Linked DNA regions of Mus musculus: all the other regions are linked to region 4. The links are chromatin contacts, called in public HiChIP or PLAC-seq and promoter capture Hi-C maps. All regions are on one chromosome and are shown on one strand. Each heading gives the region's core, a stretch centred on a gene start, on an enhancer-like site or on the middle of the called end of the contact. The rest is flanking DNA. Distances are from core to core; before and after follow the strand shown.

Region 1 (3,284 bases), core at 43-2,542, 420 kb before region 4:
CTCACAGCCATCTTATAACTCCAGTTCCAGGGGCTTCTGTGCCTTCTTCTGGCACTGTGGGTGCCGTGTGGATGTGCCACACTAACATATATTCAGGCAAACACACATACACAGAAATACTTCAACAACAACAAAAACCAACCCTGCTTCGATCTGACAGTGGCTGCACCATCTTGCTTTCCCTCCCGCACAGGAAGGAGCATGTCCTCGAAGCTCCTCACTGTCCCCGCCATCCCTCCTTACAGGCCACAGTGGTGCCCACCTCTTAATGGCCAGGGTGGCCTCTTTCTGTATGCACACTGGGATGGTGGCCATGTACGACGGGATGTTTGTTCAAGGTCTCTGCACTGTCCCTGTAGAAGATGCCAGTGGAGAAGTGTGGGAAGGAGAAAGGACACAAGGAGCCACCTGAGTAGGGAACACCTGGGCTGGAGACTGGGGAGGAGTCCACATGGGCTAGTGGCTGGCTGGAGCTAGGCATAGCCCTGCCGTTCTGCGGAGAATGGCTGGTGACAGGCAGAACATTTCGGGCTGAGGGGACAGGAGGCTTCATAGAGGGAGCACATGGCACCGTGGAGCAGCAAGGAGCACCGTCGGGGAAGGAGGCTGAGCTGTAGAGTTGGATGGAGTCTCTCGTGTGTGGCTCTTCAGCGTTATCTACTGCCCCAGGAGCCGTGATAAGGATTGTGGCTCCCTGAGCGTCACAGAAGCCCCCGAAGGGGCTGAGGATATACCTGGATTGCCTTGCTAAGAATGGCCTCCAGGTTGCTAAGATAGCTGCAGTGAGGCCTGCAGATATAGTTTCCTGGCTGTCTAGGTGTGGATGAGGAGCTAGAGAGGGTCAGATGTGGGGCAGAGCTGAGAGAACAGCTGGGGGTTGGGTCTGACTCCACTTGCCTGTGCCCCAGTGAGGCCATGATGCAGCCGATTGCTGCCTGGGGTGGGGGGGCACCAGTCTGTGGCTGATCTCTGGAGCTTGCTGCGTGGAGCTGCTGGATCACTCTGGACACCAGGTCTGGACAGCTGCTCCGGGCTCAACGAAGCATTCTCTGGAGTCCTGTGCTAGGTGGGCCTTTTGAAGACAACCACTCAGAAAGTTTCCACTGAGCCTTCCGCACCCGGAGCCCGGGAGACCTCGTTTCTGTCCACGCCTGCAGCTTCTGGGCCTATGCTGCCCTTCTGGAGCCAGGAGGGGGACAAGGGCTGCCTGAGAGGAATGGCTTGTCCCCGTCATCACTGTGGAGCCTCTGTTCCCAGCATTCCATAGTTCCATTGGAAGGCTGGCTTCCACGGAGTACCATGGTTGTGGGGGACACAGACGGTGCACAGGCAAGTAGGTGGCTGCCTCTCCCACACACTTCAAGGGAGCCCTAGGACCATGGGGAGCAGGCTGACAGGCGTCTGGGGAGTAGCAAGTTATTAGAACCCGTGTGGGCCTCTTCCCTTTCCCGCTCTGATGATAGTGAGGATGATGGTGGTGATGCTGTGTCCCACAGCACACTGGAGGGCAGAGTGAAGAAAGACCAGTCACAACCACTGAAAGAACTGGGACGTGTCACCACTGGAGACAGGGAACAAAGGGATGGCCATGATACCAGCGACCCCAGGAGGAAAAGGTAATGGCCAAGCTGGCTGAGCTGACAGAGTGTCAACCCCCGGGAAGCTCACAATACCACAGTAGGGCAAGACGCTAAGAGCCCTGTAGCAAGGGCACGAGACAAGACATGTAACTGACTCTAGTCGGAGGTGCTGGGGTGACCTTGTCTTAGAACCCTCCAACGTCCAGCCTGACAGACCTGGGAAGTGTCCGCAGGAGGAGGGAATATATGTAGTCTGGTCTATCCTGGAACCAGGCTGGCCTCCAACTCTAAGAGATCCACCTGCTTCTGCCTCTCTGAGTATTGGGACTAAAGGCATATACTGCCCCTGCCTGCCTGATTTTTATTTTATATAATTTTAAAAAGATTTATGTATATGAGTATACTGTCGATGTCTTCAGACCCACCAGAAGAGGGCGTCAGATCGCATGACAGATGGCTGTGAGCCACCAAGTGGTTGCTGGGAATTGAACTCAGGACGTCTGGAAGAGCAGGCAGTGCTCTTAACCCCTGAGCCATCTCTCCAGACCCTTATTTTTTCATCTTGTTTTATTTTATTTTATTTTTGCATTTTGAGTCAGGGTTCCTCAGTAGTCTAGGCTGGCCTGGAAGTCTTGACATCCGTCATGCTCTCAAATGGTCTTCAGGCTCCAGGCTCAGCCTCCTGAATAGCTGGGATCCTCTTTCCTGCAGCTTCGACACCTCAGCTGTGGGCTTGCTGTGCTTTCTAGAATGGCTATGGCAGCCATTCTTCTTTCTCTGTATCCACGGGTGTTTCTTTTTGCTGAGTTGTTTCTTGTTGTTTACTAGCAGGGGCCCGGCACCCCGCTGCACCAGCCGCTACCACAGTGCCTGCCCCAGCCCACCAGGTCTCTGGGCTGTTGCCAGCTGTGGACTGTCGGTCTGTGGCGCGAAGCCGAGGGACTGTGGGGGAGGGGAAGGACCCCTTTGGTGGGTGTTGACTGTCCGCGGGGTGCTGGGAAGAACTTGAGATCCTCTAGGGGCAGACCCCCAAGACAGGAATCCAAAGTCGTCACAGGGACTCAGGAAACAGATGAGAAGGTCGGCCAAGGGGCGGACCCCAGAGTCATGGGGTGGTTTTAGGGATGTGCTCTGGAGTGGTTGCCATGGCAGCACGGAGGCAGGGGCAGGTATCCACACCCCCCATCCTCTGCTAAGGGCAGCCCCTGGAGGGAGCCAAAGTCTGTTCCCTTCACCAGTCCAGGTGGCAGCTTTGTTCCCTCGGTATTTAACTTTGGCAGTTCTATGTAAATTGTGGATTTTAACCCCTGCCTGAAGTATGACTGGATTTTCTCCCGTAACAGCTGTGGGCTGTTTCGGAACAGGCAGTTGAGATGTAAGGGAGTACTCGCCTTCCACTATGTGGGTCCCGGGATCGAACTCAGGTTGTCAGGCTTGGCAGCAGGAGCACTCTCCTGCTAAGCCATCTCACGGGTCCCAAACGCTAAGTCTGGTCTGACCAAAGCCCTGGATGGCAACATTTCTTTTAAGTTACAATTCATGCACGTCTGACCGGCGCGCACATGCGAAGCCCAGGTTCTCCAAGCTGTCACCGTATTTGATAACAAACGGCTTTGAGTAGAGGTGTGTCTCTGATGGTATCTGGGATGCACAGAGTGAATGTATCTGACAGGCTGTGAAGTTCTGGTCCACCAAGCTGTTACT
Region 2 (3,304 bases), core at 314-2,813, 390 kb after region 4:
CCTGGGGTACCCAACACCCCAGAACTGTGAAAGACAGATGTCTTGGTGGGTGACAGAGAAAAGGGGTGTTTAAAAGGAAAGGTGAATGGCAGACCATGGAAGCTAGGAGGTTAAAATTCTCTAACCCAGCCTCTTCTACACTCGGAAGGGGGAGAGACTGGGAGGGACCACCATCCCCTGGGCAGGCACAGCACAAACTGCCAGCACCCTGCCAGTGACAGTACACACAGAAGGGATGCTTTCTTTCATTCATTCTGCAGATGAAAGAACACCTGACAGGGTCCGGCTCTCAGCACCTGGACAATCTCCTCTATTGCCTTGGAGGCCAATCTGAGGTCCTAGACAGGCATAGCCTGACTCTCTTACAACTATGGACAATTAATGGTTTATAAACACGCTCACATGATTCTAGCTTCCTCTTCTTGATTTTGAGGCAGCATTCCCTGTGGGCCCAATCCTGCCTACAGCTAACTTACATCTAGAGCAACGTGTCTTAGGTCAGGCTTCTCACAAGGCAGGGGACAGAGGCTCGCCTAACACAGCTGTCAACATCTGCACCAGCCATGTTTGGCGGGGCTCACACCACACCGTAATCCCTTTCATTCAGCCCTGGGCCACAGTCTGACCACCACTGAACGGAAATCCATCACAGACCCATCTCTTTCTGGCCCCAAGCTTCCTCAGGGACACTGAATCGGTCCCAGTTCTTCATGAAGGAGCCTGCCATAACTTAAAGGGACAAACCTAGAACTGTCACGAAACTGCTCTTATCGTTTGACTTTAAAAGAAAAAAACAGGGCCATTGAGCACCTGGGCACCCCCCAAGCTCCGCCTGAAATCCTAACACTCAGAAGAGGTAGGCGGATAACCGGGAGCTCATTGGAATGAGCCTGGGCTACAGAGTGATACCCTGTATCAGAAACAAAACAAAAACAAACAAAACAGTGATCTACCATTTTAAGATTCTAGTGAATGGTTTCTATTAGTTTCTACCCCCTGAACGCCCTTCCCGGCTGTGGGTAAGTAATCTTTCTCACCAGGGGAAAAGTCTGCCCCTATAGCCTGGGGCCAAGCTCACAGCAAATCTGGTCTTGAGAGCTGTGTGGGACCCACACGGAAGACTTTCCTTCCGGGGCCAGCTGGGCCACTGGACAATCAGAGAAGTCCAGCGCCACTGGGCAATCAGATTGCCACTAGTCAGAATCAAAGCCAGTCGGTCCCTGGGCGAGCCCAGTCGCGAGCTTTGGATAGTTCATGCATGGAAGCCGGGCTGCCGCGCGGTGATTGGCAGATCTATTTCTCTTCATTATGAAGTTGGCCATCAGGCAGATTTTAAAGGGAGAGGTGTTTGTTCATTTGGTTGGGTTTTGTTGTTGTTGTTGTTGTTGGTTGTTGTTGTTGTTTTTGGAGAGCAGCCAGAGCAAGCACCTGCTAACGTGCTGTGCACTCCGTTTGGGCGAAGGTGGGAGAGCCACAGCCCCGGCCCCCGCGCCCACCCCATCGCGTCCTACCTGCCGCCGGTTCCCACGCTGCCCGCGCCTCCGGGACCGCCCGCGGGCTCCTGGAGGCCCGTACGCGCGCGCCTGCTTTTATAGATGGGGCGGGGGAGAAGGCGGGTCCCGCGCGCAGAGCGACGGTCGCGCGAGCTAATTGAGGAGCGGGAGGGGCGCTGGCGCGGCCCAATCAGCGCAGCCTGCCAAATCCGCCTTCTCTGAAGCGCTCTCTTTCCGAGAAATCACTTTTGCACGTCCCCGACCCCGTGGAGTCCTTTTCTCTCTTTACTCCGGGGGCGGCGGGGGAGGGGGCTGCCCCAAAAATGGCCGGGGGGCTGGGGCGTCTGCCTAAGGTCAAGGAGGCTGGTGATGCACGGATCATCCTCGGGGTGTCGTTCAGGTTTGGAGAGCCTCTGTCCCGGGCACGTGTCCAGGGGCACCCTGAGTGTCAGCTGCTCAGGCTGGAGTTTCAGAGCAAAGACCAGTCCCAGAGCTGCGTGCTGGGTGACAGCCACTTGCAGCGCGCCCTCCTGGATGGAGGATGACCGCCTGAAATTGCGCAGGAAATCTGGGAAACCAGGGGAGTCGCGAGCGCTGAGGCTGGGATGCCCCCAGGAAGGCTACGCATTATCGGTTCCCTTGTGTCCCCCAGTGATGTCAGGAGCCCGGTCGAGCCTGTTCCCAACCTGAGTAGGATGTGGGAGCGGGGAGCCTTAGGTGAGGGTCGAGAGGGACTTTCGTTGCAGGCTGCCCAATTACACACCTGCGGCCACGCTTACAGGACTCTCACCCGTCTGGCTTTTAAAATACTTAGGAAAACGTTGGAGCCGCGACAAGAATTTTTGATTGGTCCACAAATACAAGAAGTATACGGCTAGGTTTCAAATAAATACGAATTCAAATAAGGATTTTCCAAACAGAACCTTCTAACTCTAGTTTATCCTGATGAGCATTGTGGTATACCTGAAAGGCACTTAAGACATTACCGGGTATTAGTTCAATGATAAATACCATCCAACAGTCAAAAGCCAAGTGGAGTTCCCTGGAGCCAAGGAATTTCAAATGAAAACTACTTTTCAAAGCTCATTTGTTTTATTACTATTATTATTGGGTTTATTGTTTGTTTTCCAAGACAGGGTTTCCCTGTAGCCCTGGCTGTCCCCGAACTAGACCAGGCTGGCCTCAAATTCACAGAGATCTGCTAGCCTCTGCCTCCCAAGGGCTGGGATTAAAGGTGTGTGCCACCATAGTCCAGCTCAAATTCTTTAATAGTAATATGGGAGTGTTTTAATAAGTGTTTGCTGTGAAGGGCAGAGTCCAGAAGTCAGACACGCTCAGATTACTACAACAGACTCCTGTGTGCATTTATACCCCTTTCATTTCCCAAATAGGCACCTTATAAGCGTATGCAGATTTTCCTACTTACAAATATCAAAGGCACAGAACAGATCCCAAATGTCCACCCAGTGTGCCTGCCTCTTAGCTAAAGGTAGAGAGAGATTAGGGACACCAGCCCTAGCTTCTGGTCCTAGCAGCAGGTGTCTCTGTACACACTAGAAGACACCAGCCCAGCCTGCCTGACAACTGTCCTGAAGCCATATACATCGGGGTGTGAGTGGGGTCTATTTTTTTCTAACTGTTTTCCTAGAAGTCTGAAATAGCTCCACTCAGGACCTAAGAGAACCCAAGCCACCTACAATGGGCACTGACTCACAGCTGAATATTGATGGGGTCTTTGAGGGTGAAGCTATGAAGGTGGTGTCTCATGTGAGCCACGTGTACATTTCCCACACGCCAGCGATAGCCACTCA
Region 3 (3,359 bases), core at 135-2,634, 360 kb before region 4:
TGCTCAGGGCTGGGCCCATGGGGATGGCACTCTGTACCAGAGGAGCAGGAGACACAGGAGAGGCAGAGGGCACACTAAGGGGGAAAGGAAATGCCAAGCTGCGGCATGGGGGTGGGGGGAGACAGATGGGGAGATAGAATGAGAGAGAAGGAGAAAGAGAAAGGTGAGGGAGTGAGAGGGAGAAGAGGCATGAGAGGAGAAAGAAGAAATAGAGGGGGGGAGAGAGAGAGAGAGAGAGAGAGAGAGAGAGAGAGAGAGAGAGAGAGAGAGAGAGAGAGAGAGAGAGGGAGGAGAGGGAAGAGAAAGAAAGGAGGGGGAGGGGGAGGGGGAGAGGGAGAGGGAGAGGCTGTTTGCCACCAAGTCTGGAATGCTCCTGTCCCCTCTGGGCTTCTTGTCACCTAAAGCCCTCTGTTTGAATCCAGCCATACACATTGTTTTCTGTTCGTCCAACATGGAAGGTTTTGCTAAAGCCTCTTGCTTCCTAAGCAGATCAAGAGAGCCGAGGTCGGCACCCAGGGAGCCTCAGTGTCCCAGGTCATCTGCATGCACGCACGCACGCACGCACGCACGTACGCACGCACACACGCACACCTATGGCCAAGAGGTCTCCCTAGCCAATCTGAGCCAGTCACAATAGCACAGTAGTGTAAACGGGCAGGGTCTCGAGACACATTCCACGCAGGCCTTGCTGAGGACTTGAGAGCCAAGCAGACCTCCTTCAGGGTCCCACTGGGCTGGGGCCGGGTGAGCTTTTATTGGTGCGGACTGTTCCTGCTGACCTATGTGACTGCCCCAGCCTCCCCGCAGGCTGGCGCTGGCTGCCCCCCAACAGTTACACCTTATAAACCACCAGCGTGACCTGCCTGGGGTGCCTCTGGAAGGTGCTTCACGGTGCCTGGTAACAGAGAGTAAACAACTGGGCGATGTTTCCTCGCCCAGCTTCAGCCTGCCTTCGGTCTCCGAAGAAATAAAACAACTTACTTAATGGGTGCCCTTTAATCTTCTGCACCGGTGCCCTTCTTTACAAGGTGTTAGACAGAGGCCGTGCAAAGCTGAGCCTCGCAATGGGGTCAGTGTTTCCTGACAGGTGCTGGGAAGGTTGGGGCAGGGTGGGGGAGGGGACGGGGGGGGAGGGAGACCCCCCCCGGGGAACTCCCCCCCCTCCCCGCACAGAAGCACACATTTGCTTCTAACACAGCTCCCATTTACAAGGTGGTGGCAGTGCCTGGCCAGCTGCTAGAACCCTGTGGGCCCTACACCCTATGTCCCCCACCCTCGCTCTGCTCCAGCTCCTGTGAAATCCAACCCACAGGATAGGGCGGATAGTTCAGCTACTCGCTAACTGCAGCTCTCCTGGGTGCTCACGGGTGGGTCCTCCTCTTCTCCGTTTCCTCTTCCGGTTCCTTAGATGTCTTCCGGTTCCCGTTCCTTCTCTCTCTTACTCCTGCTCTGTGTTTTTCTTCCCCATCGTCGTCTTCCTTTTCCGCCACCTCGGTCCCCCTGGCTTCCTGCCATCAATAGGTGATCTCACAAGCCACCTTGCCTTTCTCTAGTCTGACAGTGGCCAGGAATGAAAGCCTCCTGCCTCAGCACCAGGAGAGCTCTCAGAGAAGGATTCTGGTTGGCTGATGCGGTCTCCCTGCAACCCTGAGAGTAGAGGCATGCGCAGATGCCTCTCACATCACTGCGGGCAAACATAAAACTAGAAGGTAGTGTTTGACTGAGGAGAGAGGTGGCTTGTATCAGAACTTGGAAGTTACTAGAAGAAAGACAATATACTGAAAGACTGGAGAGAGCCCACTGTGCAACCGGAACGGGTGCCAACACCAGGGCCTCTGGGAGCAGGAGACCCACGGCCCCCTGTTTGGTAGCTAGAGTGTGGGTGAAGTAGCCACTGTTCTTACACTGCTCTCTGCCTCCCTGACCCGTTACTGCCCAATCCGTTAAAGGACCTTTCAAGTGGAGGGTCTGGATTATTACTGGTGAGAAGGCCCAGTCTTTAGGACCCATTTGCTAGCCTTGTGTTTGTCACAGGGTTACATGGGTGAGTCCCACCACTGCCCGTTGTGCCCACCTGTGCCCACACATGCCCTTCTCTGGTTGTGTGCTCAATATATTCACCTTCAACTGTACCCTTCAGATCTCAAAAGGAGGTGGTGCTGTCAGCCTGATTAGTGTTCACGTTTGTCGTCTGTTGCTGTGGTAACCACAATGCCCAAAGACAACTTAGGAGAAAAAAGGGTCTGTTTCAACTTACACTTCCGGGTCATTGAGGGAAGTCAGGGCAGGAACTGAAGTGGAGGCCACAGAGGAACACTGCCTACTGGCTGGCTCAGCTAACTTTTCTTTTTAACTTAAAAAAAAATTATGGGCTGGTGAGATGGCTCAGTGGTTAAGAGAACCAACTGCTCTTCCAAAGGCCCTGAGTTCAAATCCCAGCAGCCACATGGTGGCTCACAACCATCCATAATGAGATCTGACACCCTCTCCTGGTGTGTCTGAAGACAGCTACAGTGTACTTACATAAAATAATAAATAAATCTTTGGACTGGAGCGAGTGGGGCCGGAGCGAGCAGAGGTCCTGAATTCAATTCCCTGCAACCACATGATAGCTCACAATCATCTGTACAGCTACAGTGCACTCATATGCATAAAACAAATAAATAAATATTTTAAAAAAGATTTATTTATTTATACATGAATACTCTATTTGCATGTACACCTGCATGACAGAAGAGGGCGTCAGATCCCATTACAGATGGTTATGAGCCACCATGTGGGTGCTGGGAATTGAACTTGGAACCTCAGGAAGAGTTGACAGTACTCTTAACTGCTGAGCCAGGTCTCCAGCCCCTCAGCTAGCTTTCCTATGCAGTTCAGACCTACTTGCTCAGGGCTGACACTACTGACAGTGACTGGGCTGTCACGGATCAATTATCAATCAAGCTAATACCTCAGGGACACAGCCATAGATCAATTTGATGGAGGGAGCTCTTCCATTAAGGTTTCCTCTTCTTAAGAGACCCTAGGCTGTGTCACACTGATGAAGTGGAAACTTTAGGGTTCTTTGGAAAGTCAGTTGTGTTGGATGGCGTTTTGTTGGGGCAAACACATGAGGGAGGGTTTTCCTGAAGTGGCCACAGGTGAAAGGCTAAGGCAGACTCATGAAGGAATATTTAACTGAAGCAAGAAAGGAATTTTTGCTGAAGCAAGCACACAGAAGGCCACATGATGAAGAATTCTTCACTAACAACACACATGTGTTGGTCTGCCGTACGCTGCAGAGTTGGGCTGCATTAGTTGGGACTCCATAGAGCAAAACAAACCAAAAGACTTTTGGTGGTGTGCTGTGGCTCTTG
Region 4 (3,331 bases), core at 464-2,963:
GCTGAGCCTTCCATGATCCAGTTGAACCTCCACATAGAGCTGTTCGCTATATCTCTAAGTCCTGCCCTCAGGGTCAGCAGGAGACTCAGGTCCGAGTGGGGACTTGTGGTGGTCACTGTACAACGCCGCCAAAGCCTACGAGGGGCTTCTGCTGGAGACGAACCGTGAGGGCTGAGTGTGCGGCGACCATGTCCTCTACTGGACCAGTCTTTTAAATCTGCAAAGCTTCCGGTGGCTGGTTAAGTCATCTTCGGAGAAAGCAGATGGACGAGGCCCCTCAGTGCACGACTTTGGCCGGCACGGGTACGCTGCTCCAAACCCTCAGTCTCTGCCAGGGCAGAGACCGGGGCGACTCCTTCGCCCACAGGCATTGGCTCACTGGAGGTGGGGGGATCGCGAGGCAGGGAAGCAGCCGCTAATCCGCCTTAGTGGAAACGAAGCACTGTGGCCTCGGGAACCTGCAGAGGAAAATAAGAAAGGAAGGGAATCCCCAGCTGGGAAAAGCCGCCCTGGACGTGCGCGTCGAAGACCAGCGAAGCGTTGAAGGGAGGCGCTAGGCCGGAGGAGGCAGCCAGCAGAGAGGAGCCCAGCGCGCCAGGCACGGGCTTAGGGATCCCCGGTGCTTCGGCCCCTGAGGCTGGCGTCGGTCTCACGGCCAAGATGCTGTCGATGCTGAAACTCTTTGACTTGGAACCTTTTGGGGAGCCGCTGGGGGCGGGGCACAGAGGGGACCCCAGGTGGTGTGCCGGACGCTGGAGCTGGCCGCTTGCCACTGCCCCTGCGCCCTGGACTGTGAGGTCCGCGTCGGGGTCCCGGGGCTCAGGGCCGGGCCAGGGAAGGAGCGCGGGCCGCGCGGTGCCTACTGCCGGGGATTGGGAGCGATCCGGCGCGCGCGTCGGGAGTGCAGTGGCCAGGTCCGGGGACCCTACATCGCAGCCCACCTCGGACTCCGGCGGCTCGACCCGGGTGCGCTTGGCCTCCGGGGAACCCGCGGCGGGCTTGGGCTTCCTCTTCCTGCGCCGATAATTGCCGTTCTCAAACATGTCCAAGCAGCGGGGGTCCAGGGTCCAGTAGCTGCCCTTGCCCGGCCGCCCCTTCTCACGTGGCACCTTCACGAAGCACTCGTTGAGCGACAGGTTGTGGCGGATGCTGTTCTGCCAGCCTTGGCGGTTGTCGTGGTAGAACGGGAAGCGATCCATGATGAACTGGTAGATGCCGTTCAGTGTGACCCTCTGCTCGGGAGCATCCTGGATCGCCATGGCTATAAGAGCGATGTAGCTGTAGGGCGGCTTCTGCGGGGGCTCGACGCGGCCCGGGCCGGCCAGTGCAGCCGCAGGGGCGAAGGCCAGGGGCAGCCCAGGCCTCTCGGGGCTGTACACGTACAACAGCGGCGAGGCTGCCAGAGCGGCCAGCGGGGGACTGAAGAGGTGGCTCATGGCGACAGCAGCCTCTCCGCTCCACCGGGGAGTCCTAAGGACTTTGCCCCGCACCAGGGCCCTCCTGGGGAGCCCTCTGTGCGACTGCCCTGCGATCAGCCGCTCTCCCCAGCCGCTGCGCGCTTTGTCCCTTCTTCATGGCTTTAAAAATGTTAAATAATTGTTGTAAGTTTGCTATTATGTGTTGACTTAGCGCTGGAAAATAAATTGTCTATGATAAACAGTCCTTGTGTTCTCAGCCCACCCACATTAATTAAAATTTCATTGCTGAAAATCTCCCAGCTCTTCCCTCCACGTGTCTTTTTGATACCAACCAATCGGTTTCGGGGCTAGTCTTCATTTGTTTATAGAATTAGTCTGTTGATAAGTCCGCCCACCCAAGTTGAATCAAGCTGTGTTTATTTGGAAAAATTTCCGGGCACCCAATATATAAACGCACTGATCTGATGTTTGAAATACCACGTCCACCCCTTGACGCTGTAAGCACACAGTCAGCGAGGCAGGATGTGGAGGGACGGGTGGCTCTCCCCAAGCTGGGTCTGGTAGGCCAGAAAGGAGGAATGGAGATGGGGGTGGGGAAGCCAAGGGGTACATTGTAATCTGGTCTTGGGGATCCTCCCACAAAAGAGCTTTGATTTCCCCAAGCTTAGGGCATTGTAGAGATAGCACCGTTGTCTGCACTTTGGGAACTCGGAAGACAGTAGACACACACACACACACACACACACACACACACACACACACCTTACAGAGATGAGCACTCTCTAGGGGACTACTGTCGAAGAGGCCCCACCTAACGGGGTTCCAGGAGACTCAAATGACTGGATCTCAGTAGCCAACGTTTTTGGAGGTGGAAAGCAGACAGCTCTGGAAAGCTGTGGATGGGCAGAGTATCTGGTCCCCTACCTTGGCTGGCCAGAGGAAGAATACAAAACAACTCCCCTTGGAAAGTGTGGGGGGGCGGGGGGGGGACAACAAGGTCCTTGGGTCTGGCTAAGGTTCCTAGCCAGGCACACCATAAAGGGGGAGGGTGGCAGCTGGCGGGGAGCTGGTGTTCGTGAATGTAGGTCCTTAGCTCCATACGCTGTACTTTCCTGTTTATAACAAGGAGGGGGTTACAACAGCTTTACAAGTGTGTGCAGCTGCTTGGTGATTACATTAAGCATTTGTAAAGCCTGCATGCTGGTCCCCCCCACACACACACCCACCCACCCAGGGGTGTAAGCATCCCCCACCCGTCTCGTTTTACATTTAACCATGTCAAACTTTGAATCCAAACTCCTGGATGCTGCTCATTCTAAAAGGGGCATCTCTCCAAGTGGCTCCCCTCCATCCGGGTACGGTACGGATGCAGGTTAGCCTTGAGGAGGCAGTCTCTGTTCATGATGTCTGCACGCAATTATTCTTTGAAAGCAAGTGGAAACTGTGTCAAGATCTGGGTTAGTAGCCCCCCACCCCTTCCTTCTCTGCCAAAGAAGAAGCATTTGGTGGTGTTATTTGGTGGTGTCATAGGTAAAGAAAAAACTTCTGCCACCCACTGGAAGGGGAAGACACACTGAGGCTTGCACCAGTGGCTGGTACTCATATGGCCTCTGAACGTGGAGAAGTGGAGTATTGATCTTCCCACTCCAAAGGGAGGAATCCAGAATAGAGCCTTCACGTTTACGATGTCCTAGCATCCCACCACCGCAAAGATGCCAGCAAGGAATCAGAAAAATTTCATTTCTGCTTGAAAAAACAAAAACAAACACACACCACACCGATTTGGGTGACTGATAGGCCTGTGGGTGTAGCCAGCTGGCCCTTCCCATTCCACTTTCCTCTGTGACTTCAACATTTCTAACCTGAGTCCCGCAGGCAGCTCTGGCTACTGAGCTAGATCCTGGGGAGGAAGA

What was found. Promoter capture Hi-C pulls out the DNA fragments that hold promoters and counts their contacts. HiChIP or PLAC-seq counts read pairs in DNA pulled down with a chosen protein or histone mark.
Region 1: a promoter capture Hi-C map of hematopoietic stem and progenitor cells shows a contact between it and region 4, with 6 times the contacts expected there. The contact joins the promoter of 1700018B08Rik here to the promoter of Foxl1 in region 4. A contact is called at or near these places in 17 of 39 promoter capture datasets (the 3T3-L1 cell line, 3T3-L1-derived adipocytes, the C10 cell line and 13 more), 4 of 15 datasets of contacts at CTCF or cohesin (embryonic stem cells, large pre-B cells and pro-B cells), 11 of 484 Hi-C or Micro-C datasets (the G1E-ER4 cell line, the HL-1 cell line, cerebral cortex and 3 more), 23 of 115 datasets of contacts at active chromatin or transcription factors (craniofacial prominence, embryonic basal ganglia, embryonic forebrain and 12 more) and 4 of 9 other capture datasets (adipose tissue, liver, macrophages and 1 more).
Region 2: a promoter capture Hi-C map of stem cell-derived epiblast-like cells shows a contact between it and region 4, with 3 times the contacts expected there. The contact joins the promoter of Irf8 here to the promoter of Foxl1 in region 4. A contact is called at or near these places in 8 of 39 promoter capture datasets (cranial neural crest, embryonic stem cells, frontonasal cranial neural crest and 3 more) and 4 of 115 datasets of contacts at active chromatin or transcription factors (embryonic stem cells, memory CD8 T cells and microglia).
Region 3: an H3K4me3 HiChIP or PLAC-seq map of embryonic limb bud shows a contact between it and region 4, with 3 times the contacts expected there. The contact joins the enhancer-like site here to the promoter of Foxl1 in region 4. A contact is called at or near these places in 6 of 39 promoter capture datasets (cranial neural crest, frontonasal cranial neural crest, liver and 3 more), 2 of 15 datasets of contacts at CTCF or cohesin (the NIH/3T3 cell line and embryonic stem cells), 1 of 484 Hi-C or Micro-C datasets (embryonic fibroblasts), 16 of 115 datasets of contacts at active chromatin or transcription factors (bone marrow-derived macrophages, craniofacial prominence, embryonic basal ganglia and 10 more) and 5 of 9 other capture datasets (adipose tissue, embryonic stem cells, liver and 2 more).

The regions. Positions count from the first base shown.
Region 1 is chr8:121,542,336-121,545,619 of GRCm38.p6, reverse strand. 1700018B08Rik (RIKEN cDNA 1700018B08 gene) reads left to right here and starts at 1,292. Exons shown (of 9, transcript NM_001382232.1): 1 at 1,292-1,329; 2 at 1,464-1,616. The coding sequence starts at 1,583. It overlaps 1700030M09Rik (RIKEN cDNA 1700030M09 gene), which reads right to left and starts at 1,232. Exons shown (of 3, transcript NR_045903.1): 1 at 898-1,232; 2 at 263-353.
Region 2 is chr8:120,734,617-120,737,920 of GRCm38.p6, reverse strand. Irf8 (interferon regulatory factor 8) reads right to left here and starts at 1,563. Exons shown (of 9, transcript NM_008320.4): 1 at 1,512-1,563.
Region 3 is chr8:121,482,171-121,485,529 of GRCm38.p6, reverse strand. No RefSeq gene overlaps it. Among named protein-coding and RNA genes, the nearest start is that of 1700018B08Rik, 60 kb to the left of the region's middle. Within about 2 kb of position 1,384, at least 17 of the 459 cell types and tissues checked have an H3K27ac peak or open chromatin away from gene starts, as enhancers often do. A contact at or near this core is called in embryonic limb bud, where this site is marked.
Region 4 is chr8:121,126,067-121,129,397 of GRCm38.p6, reverse strand. Foxl1 (forkhead box L1) reads right to left here and starts at 1,713. Exons shown (of 1, transcript NM_008024.2): 1 at 1-1,713. The coding sequence starts at 1,436. The coding sequence ends at 426.